Linked DNA regions of Zea mays: all the other regions are linked to region 1. The links are chromatin contacts, called in public Hi-C maps. All regions are on one chromosome and are shown on one strand. Each heading gives the region's core, a stretch centred on a gene start, on an enhancer-like site or on the middle of the called end of the contact. The rest is flanking DNA. Distances are from core to core; before and after follow the strand shown.

Evidence for each region. A called contact is a pair of places that touch in the nucleus more often than the background predicts.
Region 2: a Hi-C map of bundle sheath shows a contact between it and region 1, with 2.8 times the contacts expected there. The contact joins the promoter of LOC103626371 here to the enhancer-like site in region 1. A contact is called at or near these places in 8 of 25 Hi-C or Micro-C datasets (bundle sheath, ear, endosperm and 3 more).
Region 3: a contact with region 1 is called in a Hi-C map of ear, with 8 times the contacts expected there. The contact joins the promoter of LOC100286314 here to the enhancer-like site in region 1. A contact is called at or near these places in 12 of 25 Hi-C or Micro-C datasets (bundle sheath, ear, endosperm and 5 more) and 1 of 3 datasets of contacts at active chromatin or transcription factors (leaf).

Annotation. Positions count from the first base shown.
Region 1 is chr5:55,533,087-55,535,880 of Zm-B73-REFERENCE-NAM-5.0, forward strand. No RefSeq gene overlaps it. Among protein-coding and RNA genes, the nearest start is that of LOC103626372, 150 kb to the left of the region's middle. Within about 2 kb of position 1,420, at least 19 of the 20 cell types and tissues checked have an H3K27ac peak or open chromatin away from gene starts, as enhancers often do. A contact at or near this core is called in bundle sheath, ear, endosperm and 4 more, where this site is marked.
Region 2 is chr5:55,295,531-55,298,324 of Zm-B73-REFERENCE-NAM-5.0, forward strand. It overlaps LOC103626371 (RNA polymerase II degradation factor 1), which reads left to right and starts at 1,342. Exons shown (of 1, transcript XM_020537989.2): 1 at 1,342-2,794. The coding sequence starts at 1,727.
Region 3 is chr5:55,378,529-55,381,322 of Zm-B73-REFERENCE-NAM-5.0, forward strand. LOC100286314 (phosphate import ATP-binding protein pstB 1) reads right to left here and starts at 1,333. Exons shown (of 4, transcript NM_001349640.1): 1 at 1,267-1,333; 2 at 826-1,152. The coding sequence starts at 1,285.

The DNA of each region.
Region 1 (2,794 bases), core at 170-2,669:
TAACATACGAGTAGAGGATAACATATTGTTAACACTAGACGAGCAATGCAGCGAAAGAAATACAAATCGATTTAGTGGAAATAATCGAACATTCTTGCGTACCAGCAGCAACAAAAACACGTCCTCAAGTTTGTTGTTGATCAACATCGCAACAACAATATGAACATCTCCATGGTTTCCACACGTGTGGAGATGAAACACCAATGACGTCGACGTGCTAGCACCGTGCGCGAAGCGGGAGGAAGGTCAACAACGTCTTGAGCACCCACAACTCTAGGAAAAGAGACGACGATGATGGTTCACATCAGTCCCTTTATATATTCAACACACGGTGTATGTTTAGAAAGACAAGGAGAATTTGATTGGTTTCTTCTTTGTTTTTGTTTTATATATATAGACTGAACCCCGATATTGAAGAAATGTCCGTTGTGGGTTTAACCTAACCTTCCTAATATCCAAACAAACTAGCGAAGTGCTACCATTTTTATTTATGCTTGAGTATGGAGTATAAAATCTAAAGATATATGGGTTCCGTTGGTTAGATGAGTATAAATGTAGATCAAAAAACGATAACCATTATTCGAATGCTCATTTACTCATAATTTATCTCCAAACCAAACATCCTAAAAAATTGGTTCAAACCCGACCGAATCATCGATCCGAACCCATGTGTAGAACGTCACTTCAGGCTTCATTAGAGTGGAAACTGGTAAAAGTTGATGCGCGGACTTGAAGGTCAGATCAGTGGTGTATTTTCAGCAGATATTTTGTTATCCGTTCGCTCTGCCTAGCTAGATAGTGGTGGGCAAGGTGCGGAAGCATGCTCATTGTTCGCTCTGCTGCTCTCTCTCATGTCGTCCGGCGAGTCGAAAGGGGAGCGGTGGTACGGTACGGAGCGCGCTCTGCCCGGGGAGGAGACAGCGGTGGCTTGGCTCCAGTAGATCTGGATGCGCCGGCACTGTGCAAGTACACGCCAATGATAGCCCACCATGGCCACTTGCTGAGCTGCCTTCTGCTCACCGTCAGCCGTCCGTGCCCCTGTTTCTCGCGCCTGTGTCGCCGATCCTCCATGGGCCACACCACACCGCACCAAACCAGCTCGGAACCTTGCTCGCCCTCGGCCGGCTTCTTCGCTCACCGCGGCTAGCGAGTAGTGAAACACCGGAACCCTACCTGATGGCAGACGCCTGAATGCCTGATGGATGGGGGCGGCGTGCTCATTGCTCGACAACAGTTCCGGCCGCTGTGGTGCAATAGTCTCGATTCGCGCGACGACGCCGGCCGGCCTTCCGTCAGGGCGGCGCGCGGCGGACGACATAAGTCTGTTCGGCGCGCGGGCACGCACTGCCTGTCCTGCATGGCGACATGGTGTAACTGTAACTGGAGAGAGTTACCGCGTGCGTCGACGACGAACGGAAGCAGCCAAGTAAAAGAGCTATAGCTAGCTACCTATACCTTGGGCCTGCTACTGCGTGCAACTGGACACGGTGTGGCGCAGTAGCGGCGGCTGGGGAAGATGATCAGCAGGCAGGCGCCGCGGCAGCGCGTGCGCGTGTGGATTGGTGCGACGGTGACGGACGGAACAGGTGAACGGCTTGTCGTTGTCGCCGCGCGGCGAGCGCCGAGCAAGAGGGAGAGCGCACGTTGATTACCTAAACTAACCAAAAGGCTATATAGATAATTTTCTGGCCTCGTCGATAAGTTCAGATAAAAAAGGACCATGACAGGAAGTTGGACTTTTCTTTGTGGTGGTGGTGGGGGGTGGGGACGTGGGGTGGGGGGTGGGGGGGGGGGGCCGGGGGGGTGGGGTTGGATTTTTCTCATAAATTTATGGGCACAGGGTTGACGGGCAGCCAGCGCAGAGTTGGCCCAGGTCTCGTTGTGACGGTGCTTCTTTCAACGGGCCAGGCCAGTGGACTGTCGAGGCCTGCTAGATAAAGAGGATAATACAGCCCAGCCCACACACGTGGCAAAGCGTCAAGGCACCGATTTCTGCCCACAAATACTGTTCGCACTTTGCAGCAACGCGTTGGCAAATGGGCCGGACTGCGACCCAATGCCGTCCTGCCCAGTGCACCGAATCGGGTTTGCAAGCAAAACCTACGGGCCAATGTTGCCATGGAATTTGAGAGAAGACGAAGAAAATGCTTTATTTTTTTGTTATTTCTGTTACGGCAACTCTAGTATTTTGGATAAGGTTTCTCATGTTTGGATCTAGAGGGGTGGTTTACTGGAGAGTGGAGTCCATCGACCTCGTAAAAAATCTGTAAATCCGTGAGGTAAATCACTGTTCAAACTCAAATGCAGCTGCATTATGTTTTACTTTGTTTTGCAGCATTGTGGCTCCACGGATAATTAATGGGCTATACACTCGCCGTCGCATGGACGACACGGCAATGACTTGCGTCAGGACTGCGAACGTTGCGAAGGTGGGTCAGCCGGTCAGAGACACACAGTTCAGAATAAAAATGGTGAAGCACTCCGGCGCTTCGTGCCGGCCTACGAGCTCGACAACATGTGCACTACTCTAATCTCTTTAGATCTAGATGTAAACGAACAAGCTTTGTATTGGATGAGGACACGGACGGGCCAGAATTCCTTCCCCCTGCAATGCACTACACAGCAGGCACCTAGCTAGCCTTTCCAATTCCAAATTCCCAATGCCGCACCCCGCATGGAAGTTGCCGGAAGGCAGGGCTCCCGTAGGCCGCTGGCGTGGTCACCGCGCACGGCAGATGCCTTGCGCCGTATGGGCAGGCCAGGGGCAGGGTATCTCGCGCTCGCGGTCCCGGCC
Region 2 (2,794 bases), core at 92-2,591, 240 kb before region 1:
TTTTCCAATCCCATCCAATCCATATATATTGGGAATAACCGAACAAGCCCTTATATGGGTTGTACGAATGAAATGTATTCCTTCACCAAGATAGCTATTTTATGTTTTTTACACTTAAAATCTCAAATATTCTTTAAGATACGGGTCATTTATGTTGGTTGTGCATGCCGCTGTCTTCGTTGGTTTTAGTTGCTAATTCTGGATGAGCCGTGACAGATGGATCCTCCACCAGGTGTCAAGTAGTAACAACCGGACCTCACAGCTGCCCATGCCAAGTGCTCAGCTATTTGACAGGGTCTGTTTGCGAACATGAGGCTCTTCTGTTGCCCGGTTTTTTCTCATCTTTGCTGCTGCCTTCGTCTTCTCCTGTCCCTTCCCCTCCCCTCCTCCTCCTCCTCCTCCTCCCCGCTGCGCCACACGCCATTCCTGTCCATTTCCTGCTCACGAAGGTACGACGGGGTTTCTTCCGTGAATTGGGTGCGTTATTAGGTTCCTGGTACGTTGCTGTCGTTGTTTTGTTCTTGTTGCAGGGGAATTCGCTCGTCTATTATTTGCCCTGGAACGAGCCGCCTAGCCAGCCGAGCGAATTCGATGCGTTTGCCACATGCTATGTGATTTGGGTGCCTAGCTTATTCATCAGATCTATCGAATTCAGTTCTCCTCCCCCCCGTCACGTAACTGAAAGAATCTCATACATATTTGATATTCGTCTATTTAAATGCTAGTATTCCCCCCCCCACCCCCCCCCCCCCCCCCCCCCCACCAAAAAAAACAAATTAAATCTTTGCATTTGAGTGACATGTTCTGACCGTGTTAGATCATCTCTCCGATAAGGAGCTTTCAAATAGACTCCTAAAAACTGAAATACGACTGCATTTAAAGTGTTTAACAACTTTTTTTTACTTCAATAGTTAGACCTTAAATGATGTTATTTAGAAAACAAATCATGTTATTATAAAATAATTTGTTCAAGATTAAAGAGAAAACGATGATAGAGCTCCAATATATGGGTAAGGACTTGAGAGATCGATCTCTGTGATCGTTTTATGAATTTTTTTTTATGAAAAATGATCGCTGTCGGAGGATATTTTATAGTTTCGACACCTATATTTAAAAATAAAGCCTCGTTTAGAGTTCCTCTTGGAGATGCACTTAATTGTTGTATAAGACCTTGTTCGGTTAATCCCGTTACCAATGGATTGGATGAGATTGGAAAAATTTAAGAATAAGCTTGACTTGATTGAGACTTCAAATCATTCAACCCCGCTCAATCCACATGTATCGAGAGCTAATCGAACAAACCCTAAGGCCTTGTTCGTTTGTGTCGGATTAGTGGGTCGGAACGATTCCTAACCGGATTGGTTCTCTAATTTATATAAACTTTGATTAGCTGGAACGATTCCAGATACAATCCGACACAAATGAACAAGGCCTAAATGGGAATGGAACCAAAATATTTTTTTTGGGGTTAAAAAGAGAAAATCATCAATTGTCATTACAACGTGCCAGGAGTGTTTGTCACAGAGACACAGCCACACATGCGTCATCAGAGAAGAGAGAAAAATACGCCAAAAAAAAAAATGCAACCATGGCATGCATGTTGCCTACAAACATCTCGTGGTCAACCAGATATGACTCGGTGTCTTGAGAAAATTACAAATCTCTCGAATCACGGCTCGTTCTGCCTACCGGCAAAACAAACAATTGACAAATCTCTCTGTCTCTGATGCAGCGGAAGCCGCCCATGGCCACGCGGCCGTCGCTGCGGTCGAGCGACGGCGCGCGCCCAAGAAGCAAGAGCGGGGCCGGCAGGCCCCCGTCCAGCTCGCGCAGCCCCGGCCCGTCGCGCCCGTCCTCCGCGGCGGCGGCCGACAAGCCGGTGCCGTCCTTCCTCCGCCCCACCGTTAGCTCGTCCATGCACAGCTCCTCGTCGTCCTCCTCTCTGCCGTTGCCCTGCGCCTCCTCCTCATCCGCCGCAGGCTCCAAGGGCGCCGCCGCCGCTACGGCGAGGCGGTCCGCCGACAAGGCCCCGGCGCGGCCGGTGGGCGCGCCGCGGCCGATCACGCCCAAGGACAGGGCCTCCGCGCAGCCTGTGGGCGCGCCGCGGCCGATCACACCTAAGGACAGGGCCTCGGCGCAGCCGGTGGGCGCGCCGCGGCCGATCACGCTTAAGGACAAGGCCCCGGCGCAGCCGGTGGGCGTGCCGCGGCCGGCCAAGGCCAAAGCGCCGGCTTCCGCGTCGCTGTGGGGCGCGGTGTCGCCGAGGCAGTTGATGCAGAGGGCGTCCAACGCGTTCAAGGCTAGCAGTAGGTCCCGCAGCAAGAAGGGCAAGGAGGAGGCCGCGGCATCAGCGTCGTCCGGCGGCAAGGGCGGCGCTGGTGCTTCCGCCAGGGCCAAAGGCCAGACGTCGAGAGCGCAGCACCAGCAGCAGCAGCCGGAGACGCCCGCCGAGCCGTCGCCTGCCGTGACTCCCTTGGAACTGGAAGCGGAGGAGCCTGTCCTGTTGGAGTCCGACGCTGCAGGCCAGAATGGACAGGACGTCGCGACGTCGCAGGAGGCTGCCAGCACTGACATCACGACTGTGGCGGTGAGGTGTCAAGAGGAGCAGGTCGGCGCAGGGCAGCCGAAGGAAAAAGCGGAGGCGGAGATGTCGGATTTGCAAGAGGAGAGGCCGCAGAGCAGCGAGGTCGTGGAGACAGAAACGGGGGCCCATGAGCGCACGGACGATGGCTCACCGGCCGTCGTTGGAGAAGCAGCAGCAACACCTGAGGGAGAAGATGAGCTTGCAACCAGC
Region 3 (2,794 bases), core at 83-2,582, 150 kb before region 1:
AGGAACCTGTTTAGAGAACTATTGCAGATGCTCCTACATCCAGGAAATATTCCCTCCTTCCTAAATAAATCTAACTCCCGAAGTTGTTTCTAAGTTAAACTTTTCGAATTTGACTAAATTTATGTAAAAAAATATAACGGTACTTATGACATCAAATAATTTAATAAATTATGAAAATATATTCCATGGCGTATCTAATGATATTGATTTGGTGTCATGAATTTTTATGTTCTTTTCTATAAATTCGATTAAGCTCAAAAAAAAAGAATGACTTACGGCTCGAAAAAATAGTTTATTCAAGTTGGAGGGGTTTATGTTGGACCAGATGTTCAGAAATCCTAAATATTTCGTGTGCCAGTACTATCAAAGTTAAAAAAAAAATAAATGCCACCATCCCGCTTATATTTGTCAACTGTTCGAGCTTTCTTTAAAAGGTTAGCAAGGTTCGTCCTCGTCATCACGCATCCTCTGTCATCAGGGATGGCTATGGCTATTATTTATGCATCTCATCAGTCTCAGGATGTAGAGGCCAAGCATTATTGCGTTATTATAGTAGTATATATAGTAGTATATGTGAAAAGGAAACCAAAACCATGGTGTGCTCATAGAGAACTTATCACCGGCGACCAGCGTGCTGCATTGGTCGAAAGGTCAGCGGGATAGCTATAGCTTATCACAGTTGGCCACTAATGAATTGTCTAATCGCTGCCAGCTTCCATGTGATTAGCAAATGCCAAATTGTCAATGAATTACCGAACCTTCTCTGTTCTTAGTTCCATCGATTAATGGATAATCAATTGGATCGGACGTAGGTACGGTACGTACCGTCGAACATGGCGGGGAGCTGGAAGAGCATGCCGACCTTGCGGCGCAGGGCGAGGACGTCGAGGGCGCAGATGTCGGCGCCGTCGAGGAGCACGGCGCCGGGCGCGGGCTCCCAGAGGCGGTTGAGCGCGCGGAGCAGCGTGGACTTGCCGCTGCCGCTGGGGCCGATGACGCCCATGACGGCCCCGCGCGGCACGTCGAGGTGGACGCCGCGGAGGATCTCCTCGCCGGTCGCGTCCGCGCGGCGCCGCAGCCCGCGCACCCGTATCTTGGGCACCGCCGCCGCTCCGCCGCCGTCCACGTCCAGCAAGTGCTCCCGGAGACCATCTGCGCCATATGCATGTATAGCATCGTATCGTCACCGACCTGCAGGTAAATTGTGACAGTACGGCCTGGTCGATCGACCAGTTGAGCTTAATTATTGGGTTGTTGCATGCCCACCTGATGAAGCAGAGCCCATTACTGGAATGGAAGAGGACGTGCGAGGAAGAGGAGGGAGGGGATGGCCGGGTGCCGATCGTGCGTCCCCTCCCACTGTGAGCTGGTGATTGATATGTGTTCTTTGTTTGGTCGGTCTCGCACTCGCAGCCAGCCTTTCCGCGGGGCTTCAACTGAGGCGGGCGGCTTGTGGTGCGTGCGTTGCTTGACAACTCGGCGGCCAGAAGAGCGGCGGGATTCGGTGGCGGCTGGTCTCGGTGTCGGTCCGGTCCCACGCACCACGCCATGGCATGCCGCACGCAGCTTATCGGTGTACGTGTCGTCTCAGACTAGGCTAGAATGTAGCTAGAGACCTCTTCCTGTCCAGCTATCACGTTCTGTTTCTCTTTCCCCGTTGGAGTTGCCGCAAAATAGAGCCATAAATTATCAAAATTGGTCTTTATTAATATTACGTTTTGTCTGATTAGGAAGGCCCACGAGGTGTGGCCTTTATTGATTGATGAGGGATTAATTCCACACATCATCAAATACAAAAAGGGTTGTACGACGCTATAATATGACGCTTTAATATGCAGTTCTTTTGTAAAACAATTTGGAGCAGGCTAAGAACTTGAAATTCATCTTGATCTTATTTGAACAGATGTTAGGCCTAAAAATAAATTTTCAAACAAGTGAAGTTTATTATTTTGGGAAGCTAAAGTGAACAAAGAGATATATGTTGATATCTTTACAAGTCCTAACAGGCAACTGCCTATAAGATACCTCATGAGGACATCCTCCATTATTACCCGTTGACAAAGACATAATTGGTCAAGTTGGTCTAGTTCTAGTCGGACGGCGACCGTGTGAGCCTCAAAATTATCTCACCTCGCTTAACTTGTGAGAAGGAGAAGTTAAGTTCACATTTAATGTTGCTAAGTGTGACAAGATGTTTAATGGATTACTTAAGAGCGGTAACATTAAACCATCTCACATAATTTTCTCGATAGATGAATTGAAAAGGCGTGCTTATTGTAAATGACATAACTTCATTTCTCATACCACCAATGATTGCAATACTTTCCGTCGACAGATACAATCGACTATAAATGAAGGCCGATTGGGAATGCAAATTGACAGTCAGTCATTACCCATGAATACACTTGAGATGAACGACAAGGTCCTAATTCAGCTGGAAATGACGGATAAAGGCAAGGGCAAGAGCGTAGTCATTGGTGATCCTCACACACCAAATCCAGCACAAGGAGTGGCTACTTGGAAATCTTCAGACAAGAATGGAAATGTAAGGACCACTAGTAGGACCGAAGGCACGAGAGGAAGATAAAATAAGACAACAGCCAAGTTCTCCTAGCCAGCGTGCGTCGAACAATTTGGTGACTATGACCAAACACTCTAGTGTTTCGGATAGTTCAATACTTAGAATTGGACAATCTAATTGATCGACGGCCCGCTAGATGAAGGTGAATGGCGACATGAAGCAAGATCGGACTAAGGCTTTGAGTACGTCTGTGAAATCTGGTCCTATGTTCAA